Linked DNA regions of Mus musculus: all the other regions are linked to region 2. Evidence: chromatin contacts called from public HiChIP or PLAC-seq and promoter capture Hi-C data. All regions are on one chromosome and are shown on one strand. Each heading gives the region's core, a stretch centred on a gene start, on an enhancer-like site or on the middle of the called end of the contact. The rest is flanking DNA. Distances are from core to core; before and after follow the strand shown. Region 1 holds the start of Cabp1 (calcium binding protein 1). Region 2 holds the start of Oasl1 (2'-5' oligoadenylate synthetase-like 1). Region 3 holds the start of Fam222a (family with sequence similarity 222, member A). Region 4 holds the start of Rnf10 (ring finger protein 10).

What was found. Promoter capture Hi-C pulls out the DNA fragments that hold promoters and counts their contacts. HiChIP or PLAC-seq counts read pairs in DNA pulled down with a chosen protein or histone mark.
Region 1: a promoter capture Hi-C map of the SN4741 cell line shows a contact between it and region 2, with 3 times the contacts expected there. The contact joins the promoter of Cabp1 here to the promoter of Oasl1 in region 2. A contact is called at or near these places in 11 of 39 promoter capture datasets (the 3T3-L1 cell line, the C10 cell line, the HPC-7 cell line and 7 more), 1 of 484 Hi-C or Micro-C datasets (bone marrow-derived macrophages), 4 of 115 datasets of contacts at active chromatin or transcription factors (bone marrow-derived macrophages, embryonic stem cells, memory CD8 T cells and 1 more) and 3 of 9 other capture datasets (adipose tissue, liver and pancreatic islet).
Region 3: a contact with region 2 is called in an HNF4G HiChIP or PLAC-seq map of pancreatic cancer cells. The contact joins the promoter of Fam222a here to the promoter of Oasl1 in region 2. A contact is called at or near these places in 1 of 39 promoter capture datasets (the SN4741 cell line) and 1 of 115 datasets of contacts at active chromatin or transcription factors (pancreatic cancer cells).
Region 4: a contact with region 2 is called in a promoter capture Hi-C map of liver, with 2.7 times the contacts expected there. The contact joins the promoter of Rnf10 here to the promoter of Oasl1 in region 2. A contact is called at or near these places in 15 of 39 promoter capture datasets (the 3T3-L1 cell line, the C10 cell line, the HPC-7 cell line and 10 more), 1 of 484 Hi-C or Micro-C datasets (CD4 T cells), 3 of 115 datasets of contacts at active chromatin or transcription factors (bone marrow-derived dendritic cells, large pre-B cells and memory CD8 T cells) and 3 of 9 other capture datasets (adipose tissue, liver and macrophages).

Annotation. Positions count from the first base shown.
Region 1 is chr5:115,193,072-115,196,043 of GRCm38.p6, reverse strand. It overlaps Cabp1 (calcium binding protein 1), which reads left to right and starts at 1,663. Exons shown (of 6, transcript NM_001310712.1): 1 at 1,663-2,390. The coding sequence starts at 1,797. Gm35515 (a long non-coding RNA gene) reads right to left here and starts at 1,706. Exons shown (of 3, transcript XR_387599.4): 1 at 1,154-1,706.
Region 2 is chr5:114,921,898-114,924,728 of GRCm38.p6, reverse strand. It overlaps Oasl1 (2'-5' oligoadenylate synthetase-like 1), which reads right to left and starts at 1,489. Exons shown (of 6, transcript NM_001359945.1): 1 at 1,120-1,489. The coding sequence starts at 1,317. Gm13822 (predicted gene 13822) reads left to right here and starts at 2,468. Exons shown (of 2, transcript NR_166682.1): 1 at 2,468-2,678.
Region 3 is chr5:114,566,883-114,569,582 of GRCm38.p6, reverse strand. It overlaps Fam222a (family with sequence similarity 222, member A), which reads right to left and starts at 1,332. Exons shown (of 3, transcript NM_001004180.1): 1 at 1,159-1,332.
Region 4 is chr5:115,271,313-115,274,273 of GRCm38.p6, reverse strand. It overlaps Rnf10 (ring finger protein 10), which reads left to right and starts at 1,379. Exons shown (of 17, transcript NM_016698.2): 1 at 1,379-2,017. The coding sequence starts at 1,861.

The sequences.
Region 1 (2,972 bases), core at 414-2,913, 270 kb before region 2:
TATCTATCTATCTATCTATCTATTATGAGTACACTGTAGCTGTTTTCAGACACACCAGAAGAGAGAGGGCATCTGATCTTGTTATGGATCGTTGTGAGCCATCATGTGGTTGCTGGGATTTGAACTCAGGACCTTCAGAAGAGCAGTCAGTGCTCTTAATGGCTGAGCTATCTCTTCAGCCCAAAGCAAACACTCTTTTATTTTGGGTTTGGTTTTTTGAGACAGAATTTCTCTGTATAGCTCTGGCTGTCCTGGAACTCAGAAATCCGCCTGTCTCTGCCTCCCAAGTGCTGGGATTAAAGGTGTGCACCGTTACTGCCCAGCTTTATTTATTTATATGACAGGGTCTCATGTAGCCCAGCCTGGCCTGGAACTCGTTATTCTAACCCTCCTGTTTGCTTCTCCCAAGGGATTTCAGACATGTGCCACCACACCCAGATCCCCCCCCCAAAACACACACACACACACACACACACACACACACACACACGAGTTAGAATAGTTAAACAGAGTCTTACTCTGAAGCCTCAAGTTTATAGCAATTCTGGTTCCTCCACCTACCACATGCTGGAATTGCAGGCCCATGCCACCACGTCCAGATCTTTCTTTTTTTGCACATGCATAGGTAGAAATACACCATGCAAAAAAGAGGGTCCTCCTCGAAGCCCCGTGATATTGGGAGTCTGCCCATCTATCCTAATGAGGCTAAGCAGTGAGCAGGTTGTAAGGGACAGAGGATGGGCAGAGAACAGGGAGGCCCTCGCCTCCAAATCTTAACGTCCCTACTACTAAGCACCTTGGTACAAGGGGGCCTCAGGAGGTGCAGACTGGAGAGAAGCTGCTAAATGAGTGTGTGCCCTGTGCCAGCTCCCTCCTGCTGGAGTCTTTCTTGAGCACCAGGAAATCTTGTGTCGCCACGAAATCAGTTTGGGAAGAATCATTTGCATTTCACTGAAGAGGGGAAACCGGCTCAGGGAGGCTGATGACACTTGCCCAAGCTTCCCAGATGGCAAGCTGCAGAGCTGGGATTTGAGATTGAAACCAGCACAGTGTGACTTCCTGGATGCTTACCAAGGGCAGGAGTCCTCTCTCTAACAACTAGAAGGGCAGGAGGTGGTTCGATGGAGAAACAAGCATAGCCAACGTGTCCTACCTGGAACTTGACCACCACCAGGCACTTCCGGGACAGGTAGCTGCAGCCAGATGCCACCTGGCTCCTCTTCTGTTGTGTCAACTGTAAATTCCGTGGCTGACTTGCTCGGGGCAATCCTAGTCCGGTGTACTCTATGGAAGGTGGATGGACGAGGCATGGATACACTCCTAGCTTTATCCTTCCAGGTCATCTGGCTCCTGCGTTTGTCTGGATGGTGTCACAGAGTGCCTGCATCCTAGCTGAGTCTCTAGCGTCCTGCACCCCTTTGGTCCTATTGCCAAAGTTGTTCTCTCTGGAAAGTGCACCCTTGCTTGACTTTGGGGTGAGGGGGGGGCGACCGGCCGATCCTGGGCATGGAGGGATCCTCTGGGCGTGATAAGGGGCTCCGCCAGTCTCCTTGGGGGAGGTTAGCCAGCCCCTTCCCTCGTGCTCACATTCAGTGCCGCAGCGCCCCCTTGGCCACCAGAGGCGCCCGGAAGCGGGACTCCCCGAGCGCTGGGCGGGGCGAGGGGCGGGGCGCGGCGGCACCTGGGCCGCGGGAGAGCCGGGGGTGGGCTCTCGGGGGACAACCAGCTGCCCCCCCAGATCTGCAGCGCCGGCCGCCGGGAGCTCGAGGCTCCAGGCGCAGAGGCTGCGCTGTCACATGGGCGGCGGCGACGGGGCCGCATTTAAGCGGCCAGGGGACGGCGCCCGCCTGCAGCGCGTCCTCGGGCTTGGCTCCCGCCGGGCGCCCCGCTCTCTGCCCTCCGGGGGCCCCGCACCACCCCCGCCGGGCCATGCGAGCGCGGGCCCCGCCGCGATGAGCTCGCACATTGCCAAGAGCGAGTCCAAGACGTCGCTGCTCAAGGCGGCGGCGGCGAGCGGGGGCAGCCGGGCTCCCCGCCACAGCTCTGCGCGGGACCCCGGGCTGCGTGGCCGCCGGCTGCCCGGTCCCTGCCCCGGCTCGCCTCCACCGTGCGGGGACCCCAGCTCGCGGAGGCCCCTGTGCCGGCCCGTGCCGCGGGACGAGGGCGCGCGCGGGAGCCGGCGTGGGCTGCCCCAGGCGCACTGCAGGCCCCGGGAGACGCTACCGCCGGCCCGCGGGCGCGATGGGGAGGAACGGGGGCTGGCGCCAGCGCTCGGTCTACGGGGCTCCCTGCGATCGCGGGGTCGCGGGGACCCGGCTCCTGCTGGCACCCCCGAGGCGGACCCGTTCCTCCACCGGCTGCGCCCCATGCTCAGCTCCGCCTTCGGCCAGGTAAGGGCCGCGCCCCTCGCCCGCGCTCCGGGCACCGGCGCTCGGGACCCTACGGCGGCGGCGCGTCCCCGGTTCTGCTCGCTCTGCCCAGTCGGGGTGCACCTTGGCTCATCCTGTCCTCCCGCGGCCCTGGCGCTCCGCCACCCCCGTGTCTGATTCAGCACCCTGTGCGCTGTCCACACTTCGGGCCTCTTCCTGGGCGCCGCTCAGCTGAGCCTGCCTCGCACCTGCAAGAGCGACCTCCGCAATCCTCCGGGAGATTTTCCAGGGTCGTGAGCAGCGCTTGGAGCAGGCGGCGCCAACCTTCTCCTCTCTCTGGCCTCTGGCGACCCAGAGGAGCGAAGGGCTTGGAGTCTGAGCGGCAAAGGGGGAGGGCCTGGGAGTACAGCGAGTTGCTTGTGGATGATTTATACTAGCCGTGACTTAGAGTGTCCTCAAAGGTCTGGGAAAGTTAGGGGATTGGAAAAATGGGGAGGAGAAGAGATGTCTGGACAGGCATGAAGGGTCTGTCCAGAGCTACGGCTCCATCTAGAACTTGAGAGTGTTTTCAAGGAAGATGGTATTCCAGGGATGCTATCTGAA
Region 2 (2,831 bases), core at 240-2,739:
GGGATAATAAGTTTGAGCAGCTACACTCAGCCCTTGCCCCACCCCCTTCCAGGGTCTGTTGAACCTGTGATCCTTAGCTCAGCTAGGGGGTAGGGGTGGCAGTTGGAAGAAGGATTTAAGGAGGAAAAAAAAATATTAGTGAGAAACTTGGGTCACCGTTTGAGTAGCCGGGTTCAAATCCCAGCTCTGACGTCAGCAGTTACATCTCTGAACAAGCCCAATGGCTACTCTCAGCCTCCATTTTAAGAGTCTTTCAGTTATCAAAATATTAAAACGTGGAAAAAATTAGGAAGAAGATACCATCCAGGCAGCCAGCACATCTAAACTTGCCACATCGGTGACTGTCTTTCTTTTGTACATGCTAGGCTTTCACTCTAGCCTTGAGCCACATCCACAGATCCCGCATTTGTGTCATCTCAATCACTTTAAAGTGAGTAGCGGACAGCAAGGAGCTTTGCCCCAATACAGCATAGCATGTGTCCCCCTAAAGAGAGTTCCCCACCCCAGTAGGTGCGATTTAACTTGACAAACGGCAGTTTTCTTACCAAAATGCAGGTCATATTAAACATTTACCACTCATCCCCAAACTCACACTCTCTCTGTGTCTCTGTCTGTCTGTGGTGTGTGTGTGTGTGTGTGTGTGTGTATGTGTGTGTGTGTGTGTGTGTTGTTCTGTGATATGTAACCTAGGCTGTGAACCAACCATCCTCTTGCTTCTCTACCTCCCACATGCTGGGGTTGCAAGAATGGGCCCCCAAGTCAGGCTCTCAAAAATTGTTATTTACAAATTACATGTCAGGATCCAACTAGAGGCCTTGCATTGCATGTGGTCACTGTAGCTCTGACATTGTGGAGCCTTTGTTAGGCTCATCTGTAAAATGGGACAAGAATGGTATCTATCTCTCAGAGTATAAGTTTTAATGATAGAATATGCAGGCTTTCCCTACCATTTTCTCCAGAGGTGGTCTTTTATTATCTTCTTTAGTAGTTCATTCTGCTCAAGGCTCGCGGGGCTGTCTCGAGATGTCAGAAGCGTGAACTAGGGATCACGAGGCGAGGGGACTCCCTGGCACTGGGGTTTGCCCTGTCCTGGCTGGGAATGGTGAAGTCCAGTCTTACCTTGAGTACCTTGAGCACGCGCACATCCCGAGCCGGGCCACGATCTTCACGGAAATTCTCCTGCCTCAGGAACTGCTCCACTGTCTGCACGGTCTCCAGGACCTCTTCTTTCCACTCTCTGGTTGGCTGCAGCCACTGAGCCACAAAGGAGTCCAGCTTGGAGGCCGGGAAGCCGTACAGCTCCTGGGCGACTGCCATGGCTACAAACTGACCGTCAGCTACCTCAGGCAGGCGCAGGGCTATATAGCCAAGCACCCATCCAGCTGCCGGTACTCACCTCCTCCTTTTTTAAGGCGGCTCCTTTCCAGCTGACCTCTGGCACCCAATGGCGGAAAGGGGGGTGAAGAGAGAAGCTTGGGAGCATGGCTCTATGGGGGGGTCCCCTCCTTGGAGATTTATTGTCATGGTAGGTGTGCCGAGGGACCAGAGGCTGGGGTTGGCCGGTCTGGACCGCCTTAACAGGGTTGGCATGGGGCCAACTTTTGTGCTGTTAAGTTTCGATTCTCAACATTTGTAGTTTCTCTTTTGTGACGTTTGTAAACTGAAATTGGCTTGAGTCTGACCTTCCAGAGACACCTTGTCTGGATGACTTAGGCCAACTGCCCCGACCCGTCATAGGGAAACTGAGGTTTGGAAAGAGAAAGAGCCTAGTCATGGCTGTGGTAAGGAATGAGGAATCTGGAATCAGAAGGACACTTTGAGGTTGTCAGATGCTTTTTCTTTATTTTATTTCAAAGAATTATTATTATATTTATATAAAAGTTAGTATATTTCATTTAAAAGATTTAAATTTTTATTTATATTTTATTTACTTTATATTTACATATATTTATATGAGAAAATTATATTTATGTATTTTGGGTTTTTTTTTAGGAGGGGGACGCATGTCATGGCACAAATGTGGGGGTCAGAGTAAAACCTGCAGGGGCCTGTTGTCTGCTTCCACCGCACGTGGATTTTAGGACCCATACTTGGGTCATTAGGCGTGGCAATATGGTGTGAAACGAGGAAAAGAGAAACTCATATGGTAGGACATGAAATATGGCGAGAAACACTGAAAAACGTGCAAAAAGAGAAACACACGGTAGGACCTGGAATATGGCGAGAAACAGTGAAAAACGTGAAATATGAGAAATACACACTGTAGGACCTGGATTGTGGCCAGCCTGGTCTACAGAGTGAGTTCCAGGACAGCCAGGACTACACAGAGAAACTCTTATCTCATAGAAACAGGAAACAAAACATCTTGAATGTGTTTGCATTTAAGCACGCAAACACCACACACACAGTCTCAATAAAACGTTTTCAAAGCCAAAACAACCCAAATGAAGGTGCCTCTAACAGAGATCGTTACAGACATGAGACCTAGCAGGGGCTGTGTAGAGAAGTGGGTGGAGCCGGGCTCTGAGGTAGTTAAAGATTCAGAGCTGGGGTTGCTGAAAGAGTTCAGCAAAGCAGAACGAGGAAGAGCAGGAGGGTGAAGGAAAGGAGAACGTTCTGGAAGCCAAGTGATAATGCTGTTTGACAAAGAGGAAGTGGCTCACTAAGTCACATGTCAGGTGAGCCCGTTCAGCCTCCTTCCCAGGGTGAATCAGAAGCGTGGCGTGCAGAGAACTTAGAACCTAGCATGATCGCTCTGCCACCTTCTGTACTAAAGATAGACGGCAGCAATGCTACAGGCAGGGAGATGGGTCTGACACCGTGTGGCGGTC
Region 3 (2,700 bases), core at 83-2,582, 350 kb after region 2:
CTCCACCTATCCCCCCTGGCCTGGTATTTGCTTAATGAGCATCTATTACACTGCTTGTCAAAGTCATCTTAAATGACAGAAGGGGAACAGCTAAGGCAGGAGTCCCAGCTGGACCATGGCCCCTTACCTTGAAGAGCAGGGGAGTTCCCTGAACTTACACAGACAGACAGACAGACAGACAGACAGACACACACACACACACCAGGAAGGTCCTGGCTCCCCTCTCTCTCTGGCTCAGGCAGGACATTCACCTTTTCAAGAGAAGCCTGTTTGAAGGCTGAAGCCCACATTTTTCTGGGGACCCTGGGAACTCCAGTTGCTGGCTGGGTACATGGTAGGGTTCATGGGGACCTCCTTTTAAGCATCCTGCTTAAAAGTAAGAGGTTGCTCTGTTTGGGAGTCTGGGAGACTCCAGACACTGCAGGAGACATAGGCAGAGTTCTGAACACCTGTCCTCAGGGGCAGGGACAGCTGGCACTGCCTGCCTCCCTCCCCCACCTCGAGTGGGGATTTAGGTCATAAGATTGCGGCCGGGGAGGACAGGGAGTTGGCCTTCACCTTCTACTACACCAAGGCATTCGGCCTTGGCCATTCTGGCTCCACTCAAAGCCAGCTGTGTTGTCACAATTCTGGTGACATCAAAGGTCGGGCAGTGATGTCACATGCAGCCCATTGGAACATGCTGTCTTTGTGAGTTATTTGTAACAATAGACACACAAATGTCTTGCCTGGAAAGACACCATCCTCAGACATGAAGTTTTGGGACTCCCTGTCTCTGAGCTCTGTCTCTTTAAGATCCCAAAGGTGGTTTTGTAGACCCCCTCCATGCTGGCCAACCCTGGCTGCCCCCAATCAATCTTTACAAAAGTACAAGATTCCCTAAGAATCTCCAGAGGACAGGGCCACCACCTTTGTTAGCTTCATGGGTGGGGTGCCTTTCCTCTGACAAATACCGATGTCAGTAGAATACCCACGAGGGTCCACAATCTCCACTCCAGCCAGTCCAAATAAGTTGTGTGGGCAGGACAAGGGTGGACAAGTAGCATTGCTGTCTCTGGGCACCCAACAACCTAGGGCCCTTTTAGGGCCAGTCCAGGTTGCCAGGTTGCGAGGAGCTGTCCCCAGCTCAAACCCAAAATTCTGCACCCCGCAACTCACCGTATCAGGCAGTCGGACGAAGGGCACCAAATCTCAGAGGCCACGACGCTCCGATCTGCGGGTTGCGGCCATGCAGGGGTGATAAAGATTGCTGGAGAAAGGCCCCCTTAGGGGGCCGATGTCTTTCTTCGTATGGAAAGGGGAGCCGTCGGTGAGGGCGATCCCTGCGTCCGGAAGCGCCGTCCGAAGTCGGAAAAAGGTTTTTTTTTCCCCCCTCTCAGTACCCGTCGCGTCCGCCTGGGACCCCGGCCGCTCGCGCGCTCAGGCGGCGCATCCTCGCAGGAGACTGTGCTCCATACGTCCGGCGGGAGGCGCTGCGCCTCCCTTCGGGGCCCGGCTCACCGCTGCAGCTCTGCCCGCGCCTCTCCCAGGGCGCCCTCTCCGTCCGCGCTGGGAGGCCGGCGGCCGCGGCCCCTCTCGCCAGCCCCAGCTGCAGCCTGTCTTTGTTGCTTCCTCTCGCTTGCCCTCCCGCCCTCGGCTTGCAGCTCCCGGCTTTGCTCAGAGGTGGAGAGTCCGTCTCCTCGGAGGGTTGCACGCACCTGCAGCGGCCCGGGCTCCTCGCCCGGCGTGCACCGGCCCCCGCAGGTTGCAGAGAGCAGCGCCGAGAATGAGCCGGCCCCTCCTCCTCCTGCTCCGAGCTCCGGGTGTGGGGGGAGGGGAAGCCGGCGAGCAGCGGCAGTGGCAGCCGCAGCGAGCGGCAGAGACTGGGATGTAGCCTCGCGGGCCTTGGCGCTGAGGACCAGCAGATCCAGCAGGCGCAGGGCAGACTCGGGGATGGAGAGCCGTGCACCCGGTATGGTGCTCGAGCGCCGCAGCAGCGGTCGGCGCACAGGTCTCTCCCGTGCCCGTGGCCCGGGACGGTTCGCGGGGCTCCCGGAGCCGCAACCTCGCGCTGCCCAGCACCCTCGCCTAGCCTCGGGCCCGGCTCTTCGCCCGGCCTGGCCGGCGCGCGCAGCCTCTTCGCAGAGCTGCCGGCCCGGCAATGCTGCCCGCTGCTCCGCTCCGGCACGACTGACAGGCGCGGGCGCCCGCTCCTGCCGCTGCGTCTCACCCCCGGTCCGCCCCCCGCGTTACGGCCCAATCAGCTGCAGCCGAGAGGCGGTTACCACGGTGACGCGGCGCCGCGTCCTCCGCGAGGCGGGGCTGGGGGCCGCCACGCGCGCTTTTCGCGGCAAAATTCAAAGGCCGGCAGGGCGGCTCTCCAACCTTTTTCCCCAAGCGGGGATGAGGCGGGTCCTGCTCCTAGAGGACTACAACTCCCGGCTTGCTGCGAGCCTAAAACAGGCGAAGGAGTCCCGATTGGAAGGGCAAGGCATGCTGGTTGTTGTAGTCCCTTTGTCGAAGACCTAAAGGGTTGAAAGCAGGTAATCCTATTCACTGAGTACCTGTTTGAGGGTAGGTACTATGCATTATTCCGTTTACTCTTGGAACAGGCCCTATGAGGAGTGTGTTAAAGATAGTAAAAATAGGTTGGGGTGACACCAAATGGTAAAGGGTGCGGTTTGCAAGACCCAACATCAAACCTTGGGACAACCTAAACAC
Region 4 (2,961 bases), core at 130-2,629, 350 kb before region 2:
CCTCTGCCTCCCAAGTGCTGGGATTAAAGGTGTGCGCCACCACTGCCTGGCTTGGCCCGCACATTCTTGTTCCTTTCCCATTTATGATACTGAGGATCAAATCAGAACTTTGCCCATGCAAGGGCCCTGTGACTACACTACACTGTCTGCTTTTATTCTTTTTCTCTCTTATAAGGAACATGGTCTCACTATGTAGCACATGCTAGCCTTACACTCTGCACTTCCTGTCTCTGTTTATTTATTTATTTTTTTGAGACAAGGTTTTTCTGTGTAGCCCCAGCTGACCTGAAACTTGCTCTGTAGACCAGGCTGGCCTTGAACTCAGAGATCCACCTGCATCTGCCTCCTGAGTGCTGAGATTAAAGATGTGCACCACTGGCATCCGTCTTCTGTCTCTGCTTCTTGAGTATTAGTGATACAGGCATGAGCCACTCTAGTTCTCCTACATACACGATTGCTAAAATTCCACTCATCGGCTAGATGAGGTAGTAGCTTAGAGGTAGAAAACTAGATTGTGAGCATGGAGCTCTGGATTTGATCCCTAACAGCCCCCCCCCCCCAAATTCCATTCGTCCTGTGTGTGTCACATGACACAGCATTTCTAAGAAGTCCTCTTTTATCCCTCTCAAGCTGGGATGCTTTTCTATTGAAACGTGTTTGATTAGCATCTCCTTACTTAACTGTACTATGTTGTTTCTCTTTGTTGGTGTTTCGAATGTTGCTTCTTACCGATCTTTATATATGAATGTGGCATGCATACGTGTATGAAAAATCTTACACGTATGCACAGGTGTACATGGAGTTCTGAGGCTGCCATTGAGTGTTTTCCTCCAAGACTCTCCACATTCTTCACAGAATGGCTAGGTAGACTCACCATTTGAGCTAGTCTGGCTAGCCAGTTTGTTCTGGGAATTTCCAGATCTCTTGTCTCCGGTGCACCGGAATTGCAGGTGGGCCATCACACTCCACTTGGTTTTCTAAAAAATTTTGTGTATGGGTGTTTTGTCTATATGAGTATGTCTGTATACCACGTGTTTGCTTGGTATTGTAGGAGGCCAGACACCCACACATCTTTTTTTTAAAAAAAGAAAAAAATCCAAGCACTGGCGAGGAATATCTGTGAATTGGAAGCCAGACTGTTGCACACAAAGAGTTCAGGTCCCGTTAGGACTACAAAATGAAACATTGTCTCAAAAAGAAGGAACCCGCTAGGGAGGCGGGAAGGAAAAGAAACCTCGAACAGGGAAGAGAGAAAAAAAGCATTGGCAGGCACAAGCGGTCCCTCCCCTAGGACCCGGATGTAGGTAAAAGACTACACTTCCCAGAATGCACCACGCCCGCCTGGCAACTATATAAATAGTCCATCCGGGTTCTTGGAGATGCTGTTTGGCGACTCGTCGCCATTCCCGGAGCAGCTCGGCCTCGGCCCAGAGGCGAGTGTCGGTCGCTGTGTCGGAGACCCCGGTCCCCGGCACCGAGACAGCCAGCCCTCTCTCCTGCCCCGCGGCGGGAGAGCGTGTCCGGCCGGCCGGCGGGGCTCGCGACCCTCCCGCGCCTCCCTTTCCCCCGCAGCCTCTGCCCCGCCAGGCCCGGCCCGGACCTCCGAGCCCCGGCCTCCTCCTCCTCCTCCTCCTCGTCCTCGTCCTCCTCTTCGGTCACCGCCGCCTCTGGGCCCCACAACCCCACCTTGCCGCTTCTCCTTCCATTTTGAGAAGCTGAGGAAGGAAACAAGGAAAAATGTCGCCATGAAGGCCGAGAACCGCTGCCGCCGCCGACCCCCGCCGGCCCTGAACGCCATGAGCCTGGGTCCCCGCCGCGCCCGCTCCGCTCCGACCGCCGTCGCCGCCGAGGCCCCCTTTGATGCCGCAGAGCTCCCCCAGCGCCGCCGCCACCGCCTCCGACATGGACAAGAACAGCGGCTCCAACAGCTCCTCCGCCTCCTCGGGCAGCAGCAAAGGGCAACAGCCGCCCCGCTCCGCCTCGGCGGGGCCGGCCGGCGAGTCTAAACCCAAGAGTGGTAAGAGCCGGCGGGTCTGCCGGGTCACTTGGGGGAGGAGGGACAAACGACCCACCTTCCGCTTGCACTGACATCCAGTATTTACGGTTAAGCCGATCTGCGCTGCGTGGTTAATTTGGGCCCTTGCATTCATATTCAAAACAGCTGGCTGAAGTAGGCGCTATTCTTAGCCCCATTTTGCAGATGAGGGATCTGAGATTTTGGAAAGGGTTAAGGTCATCCAGGTGGCAAGCACCTCACAGAAGGCCTCAAGACCTGGCTTTGTGTGACTCACCGTCGGTCCAGGCTCTAAAACAATTGACTTTGTTTTCTCTTCTAGTGTCGGATTAGCTTTGGGTGGCATTCAAGTTTGAATAAGAGAGGGTGAGGCCCGAGGATTTTCAGACTTAAATCTGGCACCGGGTCTGCTCCTCTGTTTAAGAGGACTCATGTTGGGATGGCGTTGCTCGGCGTGATAGTAAAGCATGCAGACCCTGCATTCAGTTCATTTAGGTTCAGTCCTTGAGTTTGCTAATACACACTATTAAGTAAATGGGCTAAGCGCTTAGAGTACTTGACAACTTTTTGCCTAAATATTATGCCTGTTTGTGTGCGGTAGGTTATATGGGCTTGGCTTTCATGGTGTGTGTGTGTGTGTGTGTGTGTGTGTGTGTGAGAGAGAGAGTGATGTGTGTAGTCAGGCTTCTTAGTATTACTATAACATAATAATAATGATATTATTATAATAATATAATAATACTACTTACTGATTATGCACAAAGCACACGGGTAGGCTTTTAGGTGTGATAGCACTACTCTAATCGTTTAACCTGTCTAGCCAGGAGTTATTCCACCGCAGAGAATAAACTAGGCTGTGGATTAGGAGATGGCAGAATCCCGAGTCCAGCATTCTCCATCTTGTGTCAGAGCTGTGTACAAATCTCTTTTAAACTTTTACCATGTTG